Regions from separate parts of the Callithrix jacchus genome. Here regions 1 and 2 are each linked to region 3. A link is a contact called in public Hi-C data. All regions are on one chromosome and are shown on one strand. Each heading gives the region's core, a stretch centred on a gene start, on an enhancer-like site or on the middle of the called end of the contact. The rest is flanking DNA. Distances are from core to core; before and after follow the strand shown. Region 1 has its middle 42 kb from the start of NNMT. Region 2 overlaps ZBTB16 (zinc finger and BTB domain containing 16). Region 3 has its middle 25 kb from the start of ZBTB16.

What was found. Hi-C and Micro-C count contacts between places; a contact is called where the count stands out from the background.
Region 1: a Hi-C map of skeletal muscle shows a contact between it and region 3, with 7 times the contacts expected there. The contact joins two enhancer-like sites. A contact is called at or near these places in 2 of 3 Hi-C or Micro-C datasets (both in skeletal muscle).
Region 2: a Hi-C map of skeletal muscle shows a contact between it and region 3, with 4 times the contacts expected there. The contact joins two enhancer-like sites. A contact is called at or near these places in 2 of 3 Hi-C or Micro-C datasets (induced pluripotent stem cells and skeletal muscle).

What each region holds. Positions count from the first base shown.
Region 1 is chr10:13,938,830-13,942,584 of calJac240_pri, reverse strand. No RefSeq gene overlaps it. Among named protein-coding and RNA genes, the nearest start is that of NNMT, 42 kb to the left of the region's middle. Within about 2 kb of position 1,889, at least 7 of the 16 cell types and tissues checked have an H3K27ac peak or open chromatin away from gene starts, as enhancers often do. A contact at or near this core is called in skeletal muscle, where this site is marked.
Region 2 is chr10:13,857,497-13,860,985 of calJac240_pri, reverse strand. All of the region lies in intron 3 of ZBTB16 (zinc finger and BTB domain containing 16), which reads right to left. Among named protein-coding and RNA genes, the nearest start is that of ZBTB16, 120 kb to the right of the region's middle. Within about 2 kb of position 1,470, at least 11 of the 16 cell types and tissues checked have an H3K27ac peak or open chromatin away from gene starts, as enhancers often do. A contact at or near this core is called in skeletal muscle, where this site is marked.
Region 3 is chr10:13,710,981-13,714,549 of calJac240_pri, reverse strand. No RefSeq gene overlaps it. Among named protein-coding and RNA genes, the nearest start is that of ZBTB16, 25 kb to the left of the region's middle. Within about 2 kb of position 1,304, at least 5 of the 16 cell types and tissues checked have an H3K27ac peak or open chromatin away from gene starts, as enhancers often do. A contact at or near this core is called in skeletal muscle, where this site is marked.

The DNA.
Region 1 (3,755 bases), core at 640-3,139, 230 kb before region 3:
ATGAGGCCAGCGCTCAGCACCTCATCCCACAAGTGGAGGCTGAATGGCAGCATCCTGAGTGTGCTGGGAATAGCAGACCCCTGTGGTTGGTGAGCTGTTGTGTGTCGTGCGTTCCCACTCTATCACAGACTCAGAACAAGAGGAACCCCATTGGGTCCTGCAGTAGGTATGGATGAAGGCAATGATTCTCATGGTGTGCAAGTAAAGGGGCCCTGTGCCAGGCTGTATCTCTGCACCCCTCCTCCCTGAGAAGACAGGGGAACGGGTGCAGCCAGCCGGCGTACAGTTGGGAGCGGCTGAATGCAGCCTGGCTTTGCTATTAATGTAGTCAGTAAATAAATAAAGGAGGGCTTAAGCTTAGTGTACAGCAATCAGTTTAGAACTACAGGGTAATTAGCGCCGCAGGGGGCTGCAGGGCTGCAGAATCAGGTTTAAATGAGCGAGTTCACTTTCACTGAGGCACCCCCTGGGGAGCAGAAAACGCAGCCCGGAGAGGGGCCTGCCCTCCTGCCAGCCCACGAGTGGAAGTGGGGATGGCGGTGGGGCTGGGCCTGAAACCACACAGAGAGCTGGGGGATGCACCCAAGGACCAGATGTCACATGTGCACCCCTTACCCCCACTTCTGCCCCCCACCCCACCCAGCAACACCCAGGCAGCTCCCAACTATGAAATGCCACTGCCCTGTTGTCTCCTGCTCCTCCCTCTGACACGTGGTAGACACAGGTCAGGTAGGTGGTCTATGAATTGACATGGGCACAGGTGTGGGGATGCAGGATCCCTCACTGGGCCTCTGCCGTGTGTGTACATGTGTCCTGGGGAGGTGCCCAAGTGGGCATGTGATGTTCCGGCTTCCCTGCTTCACTTGCCCCTGACAACTGCAGCATGTGCCCTGGAGTGCTAATTACCTCTCTGTTTCCATCCTTCTCCCTCTCTTTCTTTCATCCATGTATACGACAAAGATTTACTGGGTGCCCACCATGTGCCAGGCAGCATGAGGCTCTGGGAACACAGACAACACCCAATTCCTGATCTCAAGGACTGACAGTCTGGTCATGGTGAAAGTTCAGGAAACAGGTGAGTACTATGGAGACTCTACAGCTAATTCAGCTCAGGGGTCCGGGGAAGGTTTCCTGAGAGTGAGAAGGTTTGAGCTGAAGAGTGAATAACGAGAAGTTGAAAGATCCAGACTGAAGGGGTGTGCGTGTTTGTGTGGCTCCCAGAAGAGGACACAGCACATGCACAGGCCCACAGGGGACTGGATCTCAGTGTGGCCCGGATCATCCGTGGTCGCATTGGCTGGAATAGAGTAGGGGTTGGCCCAGGGGCTCAAGAGTGATCTTGGGATGAAGTCGGCGTGCAGAGCAGGGGCTCTGTCACTTAGGGTGTCTTGGAACTTTGATAGGGAGTTTGAATTCCATCTTCAGAGTACGGAGGAGTCACCAGGGACTCTCATCCAGGGAGTGACATGATGTTATTTGCATTTTTGGAAATTCGCTCCGGGCAGCAAGCAAGCAGAGGACAGAACAGAGAGAGGCCTGGGCAGAAGCAGAGCATGGAGGTCAGTCATCTTCCAATCCCCAGTCTCCTCCCTTCCTGGTGCCAGGAGAGTGGGGGGCTCCCAAGTGGGAAGGCCTGGCCATGCAGCCGTGGACTTGACTGGCCTTATCCCTCTTCTCACAGGCTGCAACTTACTCAAGTCTTCAGAAGCCTCTGCTGGCTCCAGGCCTCAGCTCTCCACCTTGGGCAGGAGGGGAGTTCCTCAGAGCCACTGGGAGGAGGGAGAGCTGCTAAGGCTGACATGACCCAAGCACCTCCTTGAACCCAGCCAAGACTACGGGGCATCGGGGAGCTCGCAATTAAGGTCACTGGAGAACACCCTGCACCCGGCCTCAGTGCCTGTCCCCTCTTCTGACCCCAGCAGTGTGCCCTCCTGGCAAGTCCGTTCTGGTTGAGGCTGCCCACAATTGCCAGGGCTGGGGCAGAGGGTGGCAGCGGCACCCTCTGGGTGAAGGAAGGGGTTGGCAGGGGGGTGGCCTCAGGGCCGCCTGCCCCGGGCAGGGAGGAGAGGGGTTGAGTCAGACCACGGAGGGAGCATTCTCAGGCTGGCTTGGCCAGGGCCCCTTTCTCTCCATGAGATCATATCTGGGTCAAAGAGCATGTAAAGCTGGCAGAGCTGGCGGTCACACAAAGCCCATTCAGCCCAGCCCCTATTCACTCACCTCCTCTCCCCCAGCGCCCGCACTGCCGCGACCCCAGCACAGCGCCTAAGCCCCAGCTTTGATGTCCAAGAACAGAAAACGGCGATTAAATGTTGTTTTAAAGAGGGAGTGCTCACTGCCCTCCCATCTGTCAAGAGAAAGCTGAGGCCTGGGGGAGGAGAAGAGAGCTGGGGGAGGGGCGGGGAGGCGTGTGTGTGTGTGTGCGCGCGCGTGTGTGTGTGTGCGTGTGTGTGTGTGTGTGTGTGGTGTGTTCAGGGGTTGGGCAGAGTGTGGGGGTGGGGAAATAGGCAGGGGCCCAAGAAAAGATGGGGTCAGGATGGCTTGGGGGAATGGAGATAGCCACTCAAAATCAAAACCAAAACATAGAATTTTAGTCGAGGACTAGTTTCCCAGATGAGAAATATGTGGAGAGACACAATCAGGTGGGACAGAGAAACAAAAGCAAAAAGGAAGGAGAAAAGACAAGAAAGGAGGCAGAGAGGGGAGGAGTGGAAAGGAGAGAAAGAAGACTGGGGGAGAGGAAAAAGATGAGGGGCAGGAGGGATGAGGAAAGAGCAGAGCAGATGGCAAAGAGGGAGAGGAGAAAGCAAAGGCAGAGAAGCAACCTCTAGGGGCTGGAGGCCCCCGGGCTGCTCCTGTTCCTCTTCCTGGGAAGATGTCTTGTCTGGGAATAATGGTACTCCAGGTGGTTCTCTGCACAGCAACCCCGGGGTCAGACAGACCCTGGCCTTGGGCTCCGGAGAAAGGGCTGAAATGTAACCCACCCAGTGCCACCCCTGGCAGGCCAGGCCATGCTTGGCTCCCCAGGCAGGTGGTGGTGGCACAGGAATGATGCTGGAGGCCAGGCCTGGCACTTGGCATGGGCTTTCCACATCAGAGAGACCCAACACGGCAATCATGGCTACGTCCCCTAGGTCTTGATGAGGAGAGGGGTTATTTTGGACAGCCTCAGGCAGTGGTGCTGAAGCATCATGTCTAGGATTGAGTGGCTTTGGTTTTACAGCTAAAGACAAGTAGGGCGATGCTTCCATCCTCTGCTAAGAGGAACAGAGAAAGGGCTGGAGACAGGGAGGGAATCGTACCCATGTACCCATGGAGAGTGTTGTGGAAATCCTTTATTCTGTCCATGACAATGCAGAGCTTACACCGCTGCCTCCCACCCATCCCCTCCCCTGCACAAGGCCACCTGCTCTGATCTCCTCTCTTAACAGCTCTTGGCTGCTACAGACGCAGGCAGGGACCTTTGATTGTGTGGAAGCTTCTCGTTGAGAAATTTCTGAAGCTTGTTTAGCTGCTAAGGAGTAAGTCGACAATGTCTCTCTAAAGACTAAGACGGGAGACCCCTGCCTCAGGGGCTCTGGAATAAAGGAACCTGACCTGGTGTCAGGAGGTGTGGCTGGAGTCCTGACTGCTGCTTGCCAGCCGGGCAATCCTAAGCAAGTCATCCTAATGCTGCAACGGGTCGGACTCAGTGTCTCGCCAGCATGGTAGCTCCAGCGGGGGCCGGGGTTTGTCTGCTTTGTCCCTCGCCGTAG
Region 2 (3,489 bases), core at 221-2,720, 150 kb before region 3:
GTAGTCAGGGAGGACCTCGCCGATGCGCTGTGGATAGGTGAGAACAAGGCCACCACGTGGGAACACCCACACCAGGCAAGGGAAGACAAGCCAAGGAGGCTGGCTGAGGATGGACTGAGGTTGAGGTGGGAGATGTGGGGGTGGGGAAGTTAAGGAATAGATTGCAGAAAGAAATTAAATAGCAGAGGGAGAATAGCAGAAGATAAAGGGGGCTAGACCCTTGCCCTATCCACAGCAATCACAGATCCAAGTGAACCGAGGAGAACAGCAGGATCTAAGTCGCAGGCACCAGGTCCCACGCCTAACTTGGCCACTCACTGCTGTGGGCATCATACGAGTCATCACACCTTGATGGACTGATTTCCCAGTCTGGAAAATGGGAATGAGCCTGTCTGCCTGCCCCCCTGAGGCTGCTGTGAGGAGCAAATGGGCTAACAGACATGAATGAATACAAAACTCCTTGTCAATCACCAAACACTGTGGACAGCAGAGGTCCTTGGTGGGTTTTGTACCAAGGATCAGACAGATTGGCGGTCAAATCGTCAGCAAGCTGCCAATCTCAGGGAGCCTGTTGCCTCGGCTGTAAAATGGGAGCAGTGAGAGGTGGTCCCTCGGAGTTATGACATGGTGGGGAAAGTGCTCCACCCCACAGCGGGTGGGTAGATATGCAGAACCAGTGAGTCGCAGCAACCATTATCTCCAGTCACCTTTCCTTTAAAGAAAGAGCTCCCTTCTTGCAATTAAAGTATGATTGATTTTACTGGAATTGGACATACAGTTATTTGGGGGCCATTTATCTTGTGTAAAGTGAGTCTCACATTCATAAAGACATATGGCACCACACCTGCACATGTGAACACACACACACGCACACCCCACCTTGTTCCTCTAATTTAAAGATGAGTGATTGTTTTGTTGAGGGTAGCAGAAAAATCTGCCAGAGAACCAGTATGTCGGTATCAGCAACTATTCACCAACCTGGCTCTGAAATCTTCCCTGGACAAGGCCCTGGAGCCCCATTCAACTGTCCTGTATTTGGGGCTCTCTTCCATCTTCCCAATGGACTGTAAGCTCTGTGAGAGCAGGTTCCCAACTGTCTTGGGCTTTACCATATCCTGATACCCTGCACCATGCCCGGCATACAGTCTGTGCTTACTAAATGCTTGGTAAACAAAGAAGGCCCCAGGCAAGTTCCTGGTTGCAGAACTAACCTGAGAAGGGTAAAGTGGCCACTCAGGGCACTGCCAAGCTGTCTGTCCCCTAGGGGGTGGCAGAGTCCTTATTCTACACACTCAGTTCTCTACTACCCCTTTTTAAAAAACCCAAGGACGTGGTCTCTGGCTAGGTCTCACGGAGTTGAGAGGAAAAGGAAGGAAAAGTTAGGAAGTGGGGCTGTCTGCTGCTTCTGGTGCAAGACCTCCCTCTCATCAGCATGTCTGCTCCCAACCCAGCCCAGTGTTCACTGTGGCAGCCAACAAACAAGCCCTCCCTCAGTGAGCCTCCTGCCCCCCTGTCCCCAGGCAATGATCTGCTGAGCCACTACTCCCTACCCGAGGCCCTGAGTTTATCTGACATTCCAGGTAGGAGTTGTGAAACAGACAGTCAGATATTCTTGCCCCTGCCAGTCTCCCAGGGTCCCTGCAGATGAGAGCTTCAGGATGTTCTAAGCATCGCCCTGCAGGGAGCAGGGAGCTCTCTGACTGTTTCGGGTTCTCCAGACCTCTACTCTTCTCCCCTTTTTCCCTGACTTCTTGACACTTCCAGAAGGCTGGGGATAAAGGAAGGAGGAAGGTTCAAAGCTGGTTAAAGTTTGATGGAAAGAGAGAATGCACATACCAGAGGCAGGACTCAGGCCTGCGTGTGTGGGAGCCTCTCTCCCTCTGTGCCAAGGATCACCCCAACTCACAGGAATCAGAGGAGGGAACAGCCAGCAGGGCACTTCCAAAAACATAAAGCTTTCTCTAAATGCCCAAGATCTCAACAACAATGAAGCTGCAATCCAGTAGTTCATGCAAGTTCCCCACAGCTGCCCTCTCTCCTTTGACAAAGAGCCTCCCTCCCTGCCCTAACAAGAAATGGGGCTCAGGGGGTCCCAGGCATCCAGGAAGGAAGCAGAAGATACTGCAATCAGATACGCATGGTGTCTCTCTGAAGGAAACAAGGCAGAAGCCAGTGAGTGAAGAAAACAAATCCAAATCCCTCCCTTTCCAAAACTTCTCCCACCCCATGCTAATAATAAGAAGGGAAAAAAAAGGAAACACTGAAAAAACACCTAATGTTTGCCAGCAACTAATGTTGAGTGGTGTGTCCTTTTTATTTTTTTTTTTCAAAATTCCTTGAGATTTTAAAATAAACATCTTGAATGTTCTGATGAGATCTGCACGCCTGCTTACATAAGGAAGTACAGAGTGTACCAAAACAGCAGACCCAAAAAAAGCATAAGCTGTCAGAACAATGAGTACAGACTCGGGGCATTTTACAACAGGCCACGGTGTACAGTTTTATTTACAGTACCTCTTATCAGACGGAGAACAGTACACTGGCTGCCAATTCCAAAGGCCGGCACTGCGTGTTCTTTTCCCTCAAGGAGATGTGTACTCCTGGAGAGGAGCTTGAGGGCTCTCTCTCTCTCTCTCTCCTCTCTCTCTCTCACTCTCGCTCTTTCTCCTTTATCAACAAAACAGAAAGCTGATCCAGAACCAGAGTTTCTGGAAGGTACACAGATTCAGGACAGACGGAAAAGGGAAAGCAGGTGGGCAAACACTAGCTGAAAGGAAAACAGCCAGGCCCATTGATCAGCCCAGGATGCAGTTCACAGGTAGCTGTGGGTGACAAGGCTGCAGGGAAAATCCTGAGTCCAGCCTCACTACAGGACGGGAAGGTGAATGAACTAATGATACAAGGCCCCGCATAAAGATAGGATCCTGGGCTGAGCAACAGAAAAACGGGAGTCACCTGGGATTGAGGACAGATGGTTTTCAGATCCCCAAAAGCCAGTGTCCCACCAGTGACCTGGCAAATGACTGACACCTGATGTGTGGCTAAATATCCACTCGGCAGAAGAGGAAACCATGGAATGGGTCAGGAGAAAATGCTGAGACATCTTTATGACTGAGAGAACATTTCTTATCCTACCCAATTAATGTCATGCTACCAGGAAGCTTCATGGTGCCCTTGTCTCTTACTGGGATCCCAGTCCCTCTCTTAAGTCCCACAGAGAGCACACAGGTCTACCTTGTCCCTTATCCCTGCAACTCCGTTCTCAGCCAGAGAGGCTTGGAAAGCTCTTTTGTTACCACTTTTAGCACCAGCAGGTAATCCGGCAGGCTTAGAAACACTGTTCCAGCCAGAACAAACAGATGCACTCAACGGGACGGCAGTTAAGAGCACGCTCTCTGGAATCCAACAAACTCCGGTTCAAGTCCCAGTTCTGCCATGTCTAGTGACCACCCTGGAGAAGTGAATTATCTTTTCCAGGCCTATTTCTTC
Region 3 (3,569 bases), core at 55-2,554:
TAGCAGGACAAAAGGACTGCAGCCTCCTTGGGAATGTCAAACCCCACCTTATCCTGGCTCCCTGGACCAGAGCTGAAGTCAAGGCTGGAAAAAGAGCCCAGCCTGGAGATGAAGGCAGTGGAGAGAGAATGCATTCCCCCTTGACAATTTCAGAATCATCACTCTCAGTTGTCACAAATGCAAGGTACTGAAACTCTCCCCTAAATCTACCCAATCACTTTCTCTTGGGAGGGTAGGTAGGGTTTAACAAACTTCCCCCAAACATTTGCAAGTTAAGAATGGGACCTGTGCCCAGGCACAGTGGCTCATGCCTATAATCCTGGCACTTTAGGACATTAAGGTGGGCAGATCACTTGAGGCCAGGAGTTCAAGACCAGCTTGGCCAATATGGTGAAACCCTGTCTCTACCAAAAATACAAAAAATTAGCCAGCTGTGGTGGCAGGCACCTGTAATCCCAGATACTCAGGAGGCTGTGGCAGGAGAATTGCTTGAGCCAGGGAGGTGGAGGTTGCAGTGAACTGAGATTGTGCCACTGCACTCCAGCCTGGGCAACAAGAGTGAAACTGTCTCAAAACACACACACACACACACACACACACACACACACACACACACACACATAAGCATGGGGAACTGTGTGGAGCTTAACAGAAGGGTCTAGAAAAGTTTCTCTCTGGGCTGGATTCAAGACAAGATTGACAACAAACAGTTTTAACAAATGTTTGTTGTGCACCTACTGTGTGCCCAGAACGTATTCTGCCATCCAGCAGCCTCACAATTTGGAAGGAAAGGTGGACTCTGTAGAGAGGACTCATCACACCCTGTTATGAGCAGCACTAAGAGTGCAAATGTGTAATGTGGTCATGAGGTATCCAGGATCCCGAACTAGGAAGGAAGAACCTGGAGCTGATAGGGGAGGCCGTCTTATTTTTCATTTTTGAGGTAAGGTATCTTCAGTGGTAGATGAGCCTTCATTCCATTTCTCTTCAACTGAAATGTAGAGAAGCCCATCCTATGTACTCTCGGTGTTATTCTCCTTGAAGATGTTGAAGGAAGATTGAACCACTGGTCTGCTTCTATTTGCTCATCAGAAATTCGGGCTCAGGGCAGTTACGTGTGCCACATCTTAGCCAAAGTAAAGGAACTTTCTGTTTTACCCTTCTCCAGCAAAAACAGCAGTGAGTCAAAATAAACAACACTTGGGATCCAAACACTGGCTCCTCCTACGGAAAAGACAAAATCGTTCTTTTATACTTATAGGGGCCCTGGAGTGTCAGACCGGCTGTGAGTGCGCGTAAAGCTCTCGCCCACCCGCGCACAGGGCCAGGCGGTGACCAGGTCAGAGAATCCTGGTGCAGAGAAGCTCCCGCTGCGCCGGGGCGGGATTGTGAGGCTTTATTCTGGGATACTTTTTAAAAATCTTCCAAGTGAAATTGACTTTCTGCGGCTCACGGGCCTGATTCTGCCAGCAGGCCGCCTGTGCCCCCTTGCGGTGTCCCCTCTGCCCGCGGCCAAGTCAGCGCCTGACCTCTGTCCGCTGGAGGCCAGAAGGGGAGAAGGCTGATGATCCCGCTGCAGCCAGAGCGCAACGCCCGGCCGGGCCCTGCAGGGCCACCCGCGGCCTGGTCCTCCAAGCCCTGCTGACCTCTAGTGGTCACCAGGCAGAACTGAACGGGCACTAGGCCAGAGTGGGAAACCAGGGTATCTTTCAAGGCGCATTCTCAGCCCTGGTTTTCACATTGGGATCCCTGGGAGCTTTGAAAACTACCATAGTCCAAGCCCCACTGCAGGCATTTGCTCAGAATTAAGTGAGACTCGCCGGCGGTGGGACCTGAGCGTGGATATCTCTGTTAAAGCTCCCTCGGAGGCTGGGCGCGGTGGCTCATGCCTATAATCTCAACATTTTGGGAGGCCAAGGTGGGTGGATCACTTGAGCCCAGAAGTTTGAGACCAGCCTGGCCAACATAGCAAAACCCTGTCTTTGCAAAAAAAAAAAAAACAAAAATTAGCCGGGCGTGGTGGCGCGTGCCTGTAGTCAGTCTCAGCTACTAGGAGGGCTGAGGTGGGAGGATGGGTTGAGCCTGAATGGTCGAGGCTGTGGTGAGCTATGATTGCACCACTGCACTGCAGCCTGAGCGACAGAGCAAGACCCTGTCTCAAACCCCCCACGCACCTCCACAGAAACTTCCAGAGAATTCTAACGGTACATCCTGATAGAGAGCCACTGGGCAAAAGTGGGCATTCGTTTGCCTCTACTGTGGATGTGTGCGCTGGGTGTGATGTCAGCATCTGCATATGGCTGTCTGTCCTTGATCCAGACTGTCCCTGCATCCAGTGTCAGACACCAGTGTGGGCTTTGTGCCTGCCCGACAGTATGTGTGTGATGCTGACGTCTGACTGTGGTGTGAGTCCGTGTGCCCGCATGGAGTGAGTGAGCTGAGGCGGAACTCATACATTAGGCACAGACTCAGGAAGCGAAGGGTCCTACCAATGTCTCTCTGTCCTTAAGAGTTAGAGAACACAGACCAGGCACGGTGGCTCATGCCTGTAATCCCAGCACTTTGAGAGGCCGAGGTGGACAGATCACAAGGTCAACAGATCGAGACCTTGGTGAAACCCCATCTCTACCAAAAATACAAAAATTAGCTGGGCGTGGTGGTCTGTAGTCTCAGCTACTTGGGAGGCTAAGGCAGAGAATCGCTTGAACCCAGGAGGCGGAGGTTACAGTGAGCCGAGATCATGCCACTGTACTCCAGCCTGGGCAACAGAGCAAGATTCTGTCTCAAAAAAAAAAAAAAATAGTTAGAGAAGATGGTTTGCAGCCCCCTTCACCTATTCGCGTAGTTCACACTGTGATCGGGAAGTTCTTCCTGTTGTCTCACTTCAGTCCCCTATCAAGAGGAGAAACATCTAGATTGAAAAAATGCCAGTATTCCCATCTTCTCTGGTAGCAGCCTTAGGAAAAGTAAGTGTGGCCTGGAGCTGCACACCCAGGTCTGCTGGCTGGCGTGGCCAGGCTGTCTTCCTCAGTCTGAGCACTCCATCAGGCCCTGATGAAACGGGGTGGAAGGGAGAAGAGCCAGCACCAGCACAATTAAATTAATTTCCAGCAGCTGCATGGGATTAAAATTACCCACTTCTCCTTTCTGGCCTCTATCTAATGTTCCTGAAAATGATCTCCTGATACTCTGCTTCTCCTCATTTCTCTTTCTCATGATTACAGCTTTTGCTATACCCACTCCTGATTGTGTTGTGTGTCCCGAGCTGTCCTTCCTTCCCCTATGTGTGGCTGCAGGGCAAAGTCACGGTGAATCCTTTCTCCCCACGTCTGACTGGCTTGACCCTCCCCTTTCCATACTGAGGGAGCTGGGCAGAGGCAACATCCGGAGGCAGCATGACCCTCAGGAGCGGGACAGTCTGTCTCGGTACTTCAGCTCTCATGGAGGTCCCATGGGAATGGAGCCTTGCACTCTCCATGCCTGTCCTTTTAAGGGGCAGAAGAAAGGCAACACCCTCCAGTGCAGTGAGCACCAGACATGGAGGAGTCCAAGCATATGGGCTCCAATGC